Linked DNA regions of Mus musculus: region 2 is linked to region 1. The links are chromatin contacts, called in public Micro-C maps. All regions are on one chromosome and are shown on one strand. The core of a region is the stretch at or near the end of the contact, and the rest is flanking DNA. Distances in the headings are between cores, read along the strand shown.

The links. A called contact is a pair of places that touch in the nucleus more often than the background predicts.
Region 2: a contact with region 1 is called in a Micro-C map of embryonic stem cells, with 2.0 times the contacts expected there. The contact joins two enhancer-like sites. A contact is called at or near these places in 2 of 39 promoter capture datasets (cranial neural crest and liver), 1 of 15 datasets of contacts at CTCF or cohesin (the NIH/3T3 cell line), 9 of 484 Hi-C or Micro-C datasets (the HL-1 cell line, embryonic stem cells, megakaryocyte-erythroid progenitors and 3 more), 5 of 115 datasets of contacts at active chromatin or transcription factors (embryonic fibroblasts, embryonic stem cells, extraembryonic endoderm stem cells and 1 more) and 1 of 9 other capture datasets (embryonic stem cells).

What each region holds. Positions count from the first base shown.
Region 1 is chr8:111,676,950-111,683,562 of GRCm38.p6, forward strand. No RefSeq gene overlaps it. Among named protein-coding and RNA genes, the nearest start is that of Mir7076, 9.4 kb to the right of the region's middle. Within about 2 kb of position 3,637, at least 25 of the 459 cell types and tissues checked have an H3K27ac peak or open chromatin away from gene starts, as enhancers often do. A contact at or near this core is called in embryonic stem cells, where this site is marked.
Region 2 is chr8:111,762,058-111,768,670 of GRCm38.p6, forward strand. Cfdp1 (craniofacial development protein 1) reads right to left here. Exons shown (of 7, transcript NM_011801.2): 7 at 4,625-6,613. Among named protein-coding and RNA genes, the nearest start is that of Gm39252, 11 kb to the left of the region's middle. Within about 2 kb of position 3,789, at least 6 of the 459 cell types and tissues checked have an H3K27ac peak or open chromatin away from gene starts, as enhancers often do. A contact at or near this core is called in embryonic stem cells, where this site is marked.

The sequences.
Region 1 (6,613 bases), core at 2,387-4,886:
ACACTGACGGCAGAGGAGGGAGGTGGGACCTTGCCCAAGACCAGGCCCTTCAGCTGTATTCTCTTTAAAAGAATGGCCAGCGGAAGGCTCTCTGCCACCCACAAAACACAGCTAGCTCCACCTCCTGCAGTACTTGTACAGGAGCCGCTGTTGTAACATCGTACCCTGGGTGAACGCAGGCGCTTCCTGGATAAGGCTTGACTGCTGGGTTTATATATTTTCAGCTGGTAGAAAGCAAGGTCACCTGAGTGGGGATGAGAGCGAGGCCTGATTAACATGGGCTGACTGGAAACAGGCAGGCCAGTCACAGCAGCCCCTAATTGGCTTGTTTGGTTTTTGTTTTGTTTTGTTTTGTTTTGTTTTTGAGACGGGATCTCTCTCTAGCCCTGGCTGTCCTGGAACTTACTATTTAGACCAGGCTGATCTCGAACATACAAAATTCCACCTGCCTCTCAAGTGCTGGGATTACAGGTGTGCACATGGTAGCCGGTATTTTTTTCCCTAGTTGTTATGTATATTTGGATGAATTTGGGAATATGAGTCTGTTTTTTCTTTTCCTTGAGTTTTTTTTCTGGTTTGAGACAGGTTCATGTTGTAACTCCAGCCTACATACCCCAGGCTGGCCTTGACTTCAGAATAGGGCACCACGTCTCCTGGAACCAGAATTACAGACAGTTGTGAGTCCCCATGTGGGTGCTCAGGTCTGGTGGAAGGGCACAGTGCTCTGAGCCATCTCTCCAGCCCCAGATTACCCTTGAACTCAGGGTAATCTGGGCTCAACTAAACCCCACTCCCCTCACCCTTCTCAGCCTCTGTAGTGCTGGGATTCCATACATGAGACACCACAACCACCCCAACTCTGCCTTCCAAGTGTAAGTTTTGTAATAGTTAAGTACAGAGCAAGTGTATTTGATGAGAAGTTATCAGGTAAATAGAGATAGATGTGTTAGAGATACAACTTATACTCAGGGTCAAAGAACTCTCTTGCAAACTATCAAATTCATAATTTCAAAATAAAATTCAAATGGTTTAATGTTGAAATGATGATATTAGAGTATATTGGAGTAAATACATTTTTAAAATTAGGTCGCCTATTTATTTTTTTTTTTCCTTTTGGTTTTTTCCAGACAGGGTTTCTCTGTGTAGCCCTGGCTGTCTTGGAACTCACTTTGTAGACCAGGCTGGCCTCGAACTCAGAAATCCACCTGCCTCTGCCTCCCCAGTGCTGGGATTAAAGGCATTCACCACCACCGCCCTGCAGGTCACCTATTTTTTGATAAAGTACAGAACTGGGTTAGAAAATGACTGCAGTTTTAATACTGACCACCAGGTGGCAACCCTATCTCAGAACTGCTATGTTCAGCCTCCGCCAGAAGGACCTTGCCTGGAGAGAAATGGACCTAGGTTTGTGTTTGCTGTTCTGGTTTTATATTAATTACACCTTACACCTGGCCTGGTTGTGATCTTTGAGGTGCCTTATTTCAAGTCTTGCTTCTTCTCTGCTTGGCCTTTCACCTTTTGTTTTACTTTTCACAAATTCCACCCCAAACCAAGGCTGTTTCATGTCCTGAGTGACTAAGTTGTCCTGGCAGCCTTCGCCTCAACGCCATACCATCAAAACATCTAATATTCTACAGGGAAGAGAAAAAGTATTGTGAAGAACTTTGAGAAATGCAGAAAGGATCCCAGCCATGCTTACCAGCAGGCTGGGCTAGTATAACTCTGGCTGCCTCACCCAGAACGACCCAGAGACAATGGAGAGGAAGCCGATTTGAACCAGGAGCTGTGGTCAGGGCTGTGGCCAGTGGCTGAGGCTGAGGCTGGGCTGTGGGAAGATCAAATGGGAAGGAAAGGGCCTGAACCTGCTGTTTCTCCTCACTCTGACACCTTGGGTAGGAGGTGCCGGCCCCAGGCCCACCTCAAACAGCTTCTTCGTCCTCAGAATACGGGGGTCAGGTGCAAGTGAGGAGCCAGGGACAATGGGAAGGACACCCCCTGATTCCCATCCTGTTCCTCCAAGTCTCCTCTGGATGTCATGAAAAGACGAAGTGTTTCCCTGGTGCTCGGGCCTGTGGGGCTCTTCCACGGGCTCACCCACCACTTCCATCTGCCTGATTCTGAGACTTGGATCCCTTCCCTCTGCTCTAGTAGAGTTATAATGAGAAAATACTTGAAAAGAAAGCCCACTCATTGGGATTACAGATTCTGTTAGAAATAGGAACATTGGTGGACGTGGGCAAGATTCAAAACAGGCAAAAATAAGCCTAGTAAACAAAAGATATTAGTGATCAAGTAATAAAAGCCATTAAAGAATCCAGTAGGGTGCTGGGAAGTGGTGGCGCACGCCTTTAATCCCAGCACTTGGGAGGCAGAGGCAGAAGGATTTCTGAGTGCGAGGCCACCCTGGTCTACAGAGTGAGTTCCAGGACAGCCAGGGCTATACAGAGAAACTCTGTCTTAAAAAAACAAAAGACAAAACAAACAAACAAACAAACAAGATCCAGATCGGAGAGAGGTGTGTGCCTTCCTTCCTCAAAGGTCCAGACTAGAATGGAGAAGCAGAAAATCTCTCACAGGTGTGCCCTGCCCTCCATTTCTACATTGTAGTTCATTCCAGATGTAGCCAAGTTGACAACCAAGAATAGCCATAATACTCTGTCCCAAACAGAAACAAAACAAAACAAAAAATCCAGGTGTCAAAACTAGAGTTATTGTCAGGGGAATGGTAGGTAGGTAGCACATGCCTATAATCCCAGCACTCAGGAGGCTGAAGCAGGAGGATTGCCATTACTCTGAGTACAGAATGGACTCCATAGTGAGTGTAGGGCCAGCCTAAGTTACAGAGTAAAATTCTGTCTCAAAACAGACAAACAACAAAAACAGTCTGTTGTGATTGCAGTAACAATAATAGGTGACCGCTCATAATAAAATCAGTGCTTCAGAGAAATTAGTGAGTTGGGTCAGGGTAAGGAATGCTCTTAGAAACAAGAGAGAGAGAGAGAGAAAATAAGACAAGTGATGTGTAAGATCAGATGCCAGCACTCAGATAACTGCAGGCCAAGTAGCCCGAGTATAAAGTTAAAGAGATATAAATCTCCATTTGAAGAAATAATGGAGGTACATTCCTCAGATTTCAGAAAAGATTCAGTTTACCCAGAGGTAAAACAGGTGGCTGGCGTCCTGTAAACCTGTAGTTCCAGTTTTCAGGGGCTGAGACAGAGTGACCCTGGGAGGCTGAGACCAGCCTGGGCAACCCAGCGAGATCCGATATCAAAAACAAAAACAAAACAAAATAAAACAACCCCGCCCAACACACATTTGAGATGGCAAATGCTCCGAGATCTCTCTCTCTCTCTCTCTCTCTCTCTCTCTCTCTCTCTCTCTCTCTCAAGGTTAACTTATTTATTATATGTAAGCACACTGTAGCTGTCTTCAGACACCCCAGAAGAGGGCATCAGATCTCATTACGGATGGTTGTGAGCCACCATGTGGTTGCTGGGAATTGAACTCAGGACCTTTGGAAGAAGCAGTCAGTGCTCTGACCCACTGAATCATCTCGCCAGCCCTCCCCACTGCTTTCTAATTCACGCTACCCCAGATGCTGCCACAGGCTGCAGGAATGGCGCTGTGGTGGGAAATCAGCGCAGTGGCTGCCTCAGGAAGAGTCCGCAGACAGACAGGGCGGCTCCGGGACTTCTGCTAGCAGCCTGTGTGCTCGCGGTAGGAGCCCTCCTCAAACTGCACATTCCTGAGCTGTGCACCCTGCTCTCCCCTGAGACGTGCACCGGAGCAAGAGGGGGAAGATTGCTCAGAGGTAACTAGCAGGGGTCGCTGGGAAACAGGAGTTAAAATCTTCAGGACCCAATTAAAAGGCAGGTATGACCCTACATGCCTGTAATCCCAGCTTTAGAGGACAGGGGGCTCCAGCGAGCTCGTCGGCCCACCATACTCTCTGAAACAGCAAATTTCAATTCACAGAGAGAAGGTCCTGTCTCAAACAAATTAAAGTGGAGAGTGTCAGAGAACGACATCAGAAAGTCTCCTTTGTTCTCTATATTCGGCATATTCTGGAAGGAGCATCCACACATCACATCACATCACATCGTCTAGAGATGAAGCTCAGCTGGTAGGATAATCCTCAGATTAATCCGCACCATCCCATAAACTGGGTGTTCAAGAGTGAATTGGGGAGAGCAATATTACATCACACGAAAGGGCAATTACGGACCAAACGTTCCTCATAGATACAAATGAAGACAAATCTTCGGCAAACCACAGCTGAGTGAATCCAATAGTACATTAAAAGGATTATATGCCCTGACCAAGCGGGATTGGTCCCAAGTGTGCAGAGGGCGATTTGACTGAGGGAATCATCAGTGTAATGTACCGAGTCATTAGACGAAAGGAGGAGAGTCACGTGACCATCTCAGTTGATGCAGAAGGGGCCTGGGACAAAATCCAACTTCATTTCATTATCAAGGCACTCAGGGAAGTGAGAGGAGGAGGAGAGAGCTTCCTTACCGTGGCAGAGGATGCCGCTATCTATCCTTTACCACCATCAGCTCAGAGAGAGATGGTATCCTACTGAGAGCCAGGTGTGGTAGCTCGTGCCTGAGATCACAGCCCTGGGGAGGCGGAGGCAGGAGGATCAGAAGTTGACGGACATCCTCAGTTACATATAGAGCTTGAGGCCAGCCTGGGCCACATGAAAATCTGTCTCAAGAAAGAAGAGAAAGGACTAGAAAGATGACCCAAAGGCTAAGACCATGGACTGACAGCTCTAGAGGATCTGGGTTTAATTCCTAGTACCCACATGTCAGCTTACACACATTTATCTATCTATGTATCTTTCTTTCTTTCTTCCTTTCTTTCTTTCTTTCTTCCTTCCTTTCTTTCTTTCTTTCTTTCTTTCTTTCTTCCTTTCTCTCTCTCTCTCTCTCTCTCTCTCTCTCTCTCTTTCTTTCTCTCTTTCTTTCTTTGGTGTGAGCAAATTTGACAGATTATAACTTTAGAAATAAAAATATATTACTCCTTCATGTTTTTTTTAAAAAATCTTATGCACATTGATGCTTTGACTGCACTTGTGTCTGGGTGAGCGTATTGAATCCCCTGGAACAGGAGTTACAGACAGTTGTGAGCTGCCATGTGGGTATTGGAATTGAACCCAGGTCCTCTGGAAGAGCAGCCAGTGCTCTTAAATCATGTCTCCAGCCCTGCTTCCATGTTTTTATTCAAGTCTTTATAATATAAAAATCTCATAAAAGAGCTAGGCTGTGGTGCATGCCTTTAATCCTGGCACTCAGAGGTAGAGGCAGGTGGATCTCTGAGTTTGAGGCTAGCCTGGTCTACAGAGCTAGTCCAGGATAGCCAGGGTGACACAGAGAAACCGTGCGTGCCTCAAAAACAAAAAACAAAAACAGTTGATGCAGAAGGGGCCTGGGACAAAATTCAACTTCATTATCAAGGTACTCAGGGAAGTGAGACTCGGAGGAGAGAGCTTCCTTACCGTGGCAGAAAATGGTATCTTTTACCATCAAAACAAAAACCAAACAACCAAACAAACCCCTAACTAAATAAAAGAATTCCTTGGGAGAAATTAAAACAAGAACAAATCTTCAGAGTGCTTGTTTCCCAAATCGGCTGGGACAGAGATTAAAAACAGCACCGGTGCACCCATCCCCTCCCGGTTCTGGGGGCTGGAAGCTCCCTAGTGAGCTCGCTGTGCTGAGATCCCTGCATCAGAAGACCGGAGGGGGCGTGTCCTCATGCTCAGCCTCTAGCCAATGGTGTTCTTTGGCTGGTCACAGCCTCACACCTCCACCTTGTCTGTGTCTCATCTCCCTCAACCTCTCTCAGGAGCCTTGTGGTCCTAAATCGGACTCAAACCGCTCTACTCATGCCAAGATCTGTGATGGAATCATATCGTATGTCTTAGTCAGGGTTTCTATTCCTGCACAAACATCATGACCAAGAAGCAAGTTGGGGAGGAAAGGGTTTATTCGGCTTACACTTCCATACTACTGTTCATCACCAAGGGAAGTCAGGACTGGAACTCAAGCAGGTCAGAAAGCAGGAGCTGATGCAGAGGCCATGGAGGGATGTTCTTTACTGGCTTGCCTCACCTGGCTTGCTCAGCCTGCTCTCTTATAGAATCCAAGACTACCAGCCCAGAGATGGTCCCACCCACAAGGGGCCTTCCCCCCTTGATCATTAATTGAGAAAATGCCTTACATTGGATCTCATGGAGGCATTTCCTCAACTGAAGGTCCTTTCTCTGTGATAACTCCAGCTGTGTCAAGTTGACACAAAACTAACCAGTACATCGTACAATGAAGCCTGGCAGGGTTTGATGTGTTCGCTTAGCACACTTGAAGCCCTTTGTTTCCCTCCCCAGCACCACATACAAGCAGCATGGTGGCACAAGCCAGTTCCGAGAGAGAGCATAGGTGAAGTGGGAGTTCAAGCTTGGGGCTGACGCTAAGACCCAAGGTTAAGAGAGCTTGCTTCTCTTTCGGACAAAATGAGTTTGGATCCCAGCACCCACATCCGGCAGCTAGCCACTGCCTGTGACTCCAGCTCTGGGGCATCTGATGCCCTCTTCTGAACCCCATTA
Region 2 (6,613 bases), core at 2,539-5,038, 85 kb after region 1:
AAACCCTGTCTCGAAAAACTAAAGAAAAAAAAAAAAAAAAAAGAGGTGAAATTAACAGAACAGAAAACTATTTGATAATGGGGATCAAAGTTCCTTGTTATGTGACATCCTCACAATGATGAACATGAACACGTGTGTTTTCAACCATCATCACTGGGACCTCCTTAGGTCTCTTCTTTCCTGCTCTGTGCAAGGCCCCTGTGTCCTGTGTACTGAGGTACATACATGAGGCCCCCTCACTCTACTGAATCACTGGTCATTGCTTCTTTCACCACAGCACATCCTTTGGCTGAGGCCTGGGTAGCAGAGTTTAGAAAAGAAAATTTAAAGACACTCACTGTGGTGCATTTCTACTTTCAGTCGAGGTACCTGAACTCTCTCCCGTCCTCTTTCCCCCTGTCTCCAGCTCTCTTTTCAGTTTCCTGAGTGCTAAGATCACAGGCATATGCCTCCACACCCAATTCTGTCCTTTTTCCTAAAAGCAGGAGATGAGAGTCTCTGTGAAATGTATCCTTCCTATATGAGAAGCAGCCGTTTTTAATCATCAGTATAGACCAAGTCTGGACAAACCCTTAACCCTCCATCACTCTCCACCCAACTCTACCTAGCCCAGGCCCCTCTGCCTTGACACACGGTCATAATTTAATTTTGCTCCAATTCAGTACTTAAGCACTTTCTTGGGAAGTCACATTTTAAGGCATTTTTTCCCCATTTATTTGTATTTGTGCATGATGCATGTGTCATATAACATGCGTGGATGTGTCTTGTCGGTAAACAACTCGTAGAAATCAGTTCTCTCCTTCTATCATGTGGACTCCTGGGGATCGAACTCAGGTCATCAGGTTTGCTGGTAAATGCCTTTACACACCGGGGCATCTTGCACATTTCTTGTGAGGACTTCCATATTCATGTAACTATAGCATCTAGAACTTGAACGTACTTCCTCCTTTGCCCTCCTTTAAATCTAGTCTACTTTAGTTTCACAGGTTTAGTGGCAGACCCTGAAGGTAGAGAAGAAAGCTCACAATCTCCAGGTTTTTATGATTATCAGTAATTCTGGCTTCTCGCGCCAGTGCTGGTGCTTGTCTGGGATTAGAAACCCAAAAGAGGGCTGGAGAGATGGCTCAGCGGGTAAGAGCACTGACTGCTCTTCCAAAGGTCCTGAGTTCAATTCCCAGCAACCACATGGTGGCTCACACCCAACCGTAACGAGATCTGGTGCCCTCTTCTGGAGTGTCTGAAGACAGCTACAGTGTACTTACATATAATAAATAAATAAATCTTTAAAAAACAAACAAACAAAAAAAAGGAACCCAAAAGAGTCACATATCACCTGGTGGTGGTGGTGCACGCCTTTAATCCCAGCACTCGGGAGGCAGAGGGAGGCAGAGGCAGGCGGATTTCTGAGTTCGAGGCCAGCCTGGTCTACAGAGTGAGTTCCAGGACAGCCAGGGCTACACAGAGAAACCCTGTCTCGAGGGGAAAAAAAAAAAAGAGTCACATATCAAAGGCAGTTCTGCTCAAGACTTAGGCATTGCTCAAGTGTTCTTCCTTAATCTTGGCCTTCTTAGGAGGGGCCAGGTACATTAACTGCAGGAACTCAGTTCCTGGAGGGAGGGTCTCACTCAATACAACATATAAGGTGGGCAGAGTCAGTACTCATGCCTGACAAGTTTTTGAATCGGAGGACTCTAAAGCAGGATGCAGTGGCACTAAGATACTCTCCTTAGCGTCCCAGTCTCACCCTCCTGACTCCTGAGAGCCAGGCAACATCCGGAAGCTCCTACCCTTAGCATAGTGGAGTTGGAATGAGAGCAAACCTGGCTACCAGTTAGCCCAGGCAAGACTCAGGAATCACAGCAACACACCTCCTTAGCAGTCTCAGATGCTGGCCCGGCTGGGGCGGCCTCAGGGAAGTGACTCCTACAGTCTTGCCGTTGCAGTGTCAGCTGCCAGTCCCCTTCACCCCAGACATGCCTATATTCAGAGCTTCCTTGGCCCTGTGACACTAGTCCTTTCCCAGTAGGAATTCCCCAGCACCCACAAACAACATGGCTGCAGGAGCTGTATGAACTGAGAGGCTGTTCAGTGTGCTGGGAAGCCATGTGATGGATATGCGCCCTGGTCAGTTTCCTGGTGACTTCAGGCAAATTTCCTCCTGTGGAAAATGAGGCATCGCTAAGAGGTCATGTGCAAATAAATATGTGTGTGTGCATGTGTGTTGGAGCAGGTGACTGAGATGGTACAGTAAGGTACCATCAATGGTTTGTTGATGACACTGGGTCCTTCTGGTCTGCTGGCGCATCATTTTCAAATCACTCTTGCCTGTCCAGCTCTGTGTGCTGCAAACTATGAGCTATGTCTTATCAGTACACCTAAGTACTTCTAGCTCTTATGAGGAACTTGCCAAAAGGCACAATACTATACTCCAAAATGTTTTTTTTTTTTTTTTTTCCCTGAGACAGGGTTTCTCTGTGGGGCCCTGGCTGTCCTGGAACTCACTTTGTAGGCCAGGCTGGCCTCAAACACAGAAATCCGCCTGCCTCTGCCTCCCAAGTGCTGGGATTAAAGGTGTGCACCACCACGCCTGCTTTTCTTTCTTATAATTTTTTTAAAGATTTATTTATTTATTATATGTTAGTACACTGTAGCTGTCTTCTCACACACCAGAAGAGGGCGGCAGACCTCATTACAGGTGGTTGTGAGCCACCATGTGGTTGCTGGGATTTGAACTCAGGACCTTCGGAAGAACAGTCGGCACTCTTAACCACTGAGCCATTTCGCCAGCCCTTCTTTTTTATTTATTTTTTAGATTTATTTATTATATGTTAGTACACTGTAGCTGTCTTCAGACACTCCAGAAGAGGGAGTCAGATCTCGTTATGGATGGTTGTGAGTCACCATGTGGTTGCTGGGATTTGAACTCCGGACCTTTGGAAGAGCAGTCGGGTGCTCTTACCCACTGAGCCATCTCACCAGCCCTCTTTTTTATTTTTAAAGATTTACTTTATGTAAGCACACTGTAGCTGTCTTCAGACACAACAGTAGAGGGCATCAGATCCCATTACAGGTGGTTGTGAACCACCATGTGGTTGCTGGGAATTGAACTCAGGACCTCTGGAAGAGCAGTCAGTGTTCTTAACTGCTGAGCCATCTCTCCAGCCCCCATGCTAGAGTATTCTACTGTGTCCTGCCCTTGACAGACAGCACAGCGATCGAGCTACACACATTCGGTTTGCCTCACGGACCACAAGACAGCATAGTATCTGGAGAGCCTGTCATCTCAGTCGTCTTCCCAGTCCCAACTGTGTCCGGAGGAAGCACCCTGGTTCCACGTCTCTCCAAAGATGTCCTGGTCCTGCTGTGGTACTGGCCATCTGGCTCACTGGCCGCATGGCCCAGCTCTCATGCTCGACAGGCCTGGCCTGGCTAAGTGCTGGCCAGGGCCTCAATGTCTTTCTTTTGCCTTAGCTGTGTATATCACACTCAAGGTTACTTCTTAATGTGTCTCTGTAAGGCCCTAGAGGCCCTATGCAGAATTGTTAATTAGAGCACCAAGTTCCCCAAGAAATAGGTGAGTAGGGTACAGAAAGAGGCTTGTTTTATTACTTGACCTCAAACTACTTTAGGGCACTCTGCCCACCCCCTCCCATTAGATAGAAGGTACCAGATACTTTGGAATTCTGACACACCCACCGGGGACAGAGAGAAGACAAAGGACTGATAGGCCAGGGCAGGGTCAGAGAATTCAGGTCCCAAGAGTCTGCTCCAGGAGAGCAGCTGAACAGTGAGTGCTCTTAAACCTCATAGCCAACGGATGGGGTGGGGTGGCGGCAGCATGGTGAGGGCCCAGGAGAGCACTGGACCATTAGACCCACAAAGGGCGCCAAACCATCCACAAATAGGACTCATTCTTTATGCATCCCCACAAGCATTTCCTTAACAATTCCTAATTCCTGAATAAAGGGCACCACCTCCTATGCAAACCAAGTTCTGCCACTGTTTGAACAAATTGTCAGAAAAGAGGTTTGGGTTTTTTGTTTTGTTTTGTTTTGTTTTTTTTTTTTTTTGGTTTTGGTGGGGAAGAGAGGTTCTGGGGTCAGAACCAAGGGTCCACAGAGGAAGGCCAGGTATTGGCCAAGGTGGCTTAGTCTTTTGAAAGTGAGGCAGGGCAGCTAACAATGTGGCTGAGAAAGCAATTCCCACTAAGAACTCTGATGTGCTCGCACGGGAGTACATACTGACCAAGAGAAAAAGCTTAAAGTGGCCCACATCTGCCTCAGGGGTCCCTGTAGGTGCCCGCCTGTGTAGTTCTCCGCCTCCATTCTGCAGTCTTCATACTCAGCCCAGTGTGTGGCCAGGCAGGGCCGAAAAGATTCCTAGCGCCTCTGTGGCTTATGCCTATGAGAAAGAGTCACTTGTTTAGGGGATAACCACATCCACTTCAGGCAGTCTGTCTGTCTTGCTGGCCGTTTCTCTGTCCCCCCAACAGACAGCCCCTCTCCTGTGCTCCTGCAGGCCTGAGAGAGGGCTGTGTGCTGGGAGCCTGCTCACCCTGTTTTGGCTCAGCCTGAAGCACTTCAAAACCCTTCCTTATACAGAAAACAATTCTGTGTCTCTTGGACAACTTTAGAAAATGTTTTATTATGAAAAATTGAAGTCCATATCCACGTTTCGAAGAACAGAAGGCTGTGCACACTCCTCTCCCAGGCTCAGCCACCACCAAACACGGCCACCTGCTTTCATCTCCAAACTCCTGACTCTCCTGGGACAGCTTTAGAAAAGACTGTCAGTGTAGGAGAGGGAAACACTACATGCACACGTTTGCAGCCTCCCCTGCAGCCAGAGCGGTGTGATGACCCAGGTCTACTGTGGGGCCACTTTACGTCTTACTGATGCTAACACACATTGGTATATGCATTTGGATTTGTGCATGTACCTGAGTGTCAGTCCAACCAGTATCACCTGGGTTACATATGCCCAGCTGGGAATAGACACACCCAGGAGAAAGAGACAGCCTTTTCTAGAGAGGTGACGAACACTGAAAACAGGCCACCAATGGAAAAGACTATTTGAGGGCTGGCAGGGCTGACACTCATAGACAAGTCTCACTGATCCACTGACTTCTTAATCTCTTAGGCCTTTGCTGAGAGGAAAACCCAAGTTACCATGAGTGCATGGCCCTTTATCCTAAGGGTCGAAGAGCATCTACATATACAGGCAGAGTTGGCTCTTGAGCTATTGATGCCATGGTTGCAGAGATGGGATGCTGGGGTACACACAACCACAACACAGCATGAGAAGCATCAGGCCAGTGCAGCAGGTGACATGCCAGGCAGAACACAAGTGGGCCCCTGTCTTACAGGCATGGAGGTCCTATCCCAATGGGGTTCTGGCTGGTTCTGGTTAAAGGACCTCCTTCATCATCCAAGTCTCAGAAGAGACCATCTGCCGCAATGCCAGCTTGGTATGCTCTGTGTCCCCTGTACTGTCCTTTGCAGATGGATGTGAACAGACCAGGAGTTCAAATGTAGCTTGTAAACTTCCTTTTTGGGTAATGAGATGCTAGCCATCTGGTGTCACCAATTCAGTTTTGGTTGCTACAAATACTGCCCCCACACCCAAGGCCTAGATAGGAAGCCCACTGTGACCTAGTGTTCTTTGGCCTTAGGCTGGCATCAGCTCACTTCAGCCCTCTGAAAGACTGATGTGACTCACGCCATCCACAGGCCAGAAAACAAAGCTGTGGTAAGGCCACAGAGCTGGGTCTGAGCAGGAAACAGAATGCTGTCTTTGAAGCCCACTTTCCCCAGTCCCCATGCTCTTGGAACAAGCGATGGACTTTAATGTGTTCAACGCTTCCTAGGCAGGAAGTCTGAGTGGGGAAGTCTCCTAAGGAGCAGAAAGAACATGAGGTCTTTATATACTCCCCATCCCCATTTCTCAGTCTCCAGCCCAGGCTGGTCTGGAGCTATGTAGCCCAGGCTGCCCTCAGATTTGTAGCAGTTCTTTGCCAGTCTTCCATTTGCACTGGGATTCTAGGTGTGTGCAGCATTACTGGAAAGAATGTCCCTTGACCAAAACCTGAAGAACTACTGAGGTAGAAAATATATCTGAAGTAGACTGTTTTTTTAAGGAGAAAGGGGAATAGGAAAAGACAAAAAGCCACTTAGCGTTAATTTATCCCAATGTCCCCACCTTACGAATCTCACACAAGAGAGGAGCTGAATGCATTGAGAACAAATGCCCAGAGACTCAGTGTTAGCTGCCACCCCAGGAAGCCCCCGAGGAGTCTCCAGGAAAGGCTGACTTTAAAGAGGCTTGTGACCATCACAGACAGGTCTGAGATGTGGTGGCTGGGCCTGCTGGCCTTCAGCCTTAGAGGCAGAGCACAGGGAAGGAGCACGGCACCCTTACTCTCACCAACCTCACAGAGGGTTCTGTTTGTTTATTTAAAAGACAAATTTTAAAAAGGAAAATGAATGAAGCCAGGTGAAATTAACATACATTAAACAAACTGCAACGTAGAAAAAGGGACTTGCTGGAAACATGATGAGGAACACTGGAAGTATTTCACAGACACTCAGAGGAGCTCACATTGTCAATAGGATTC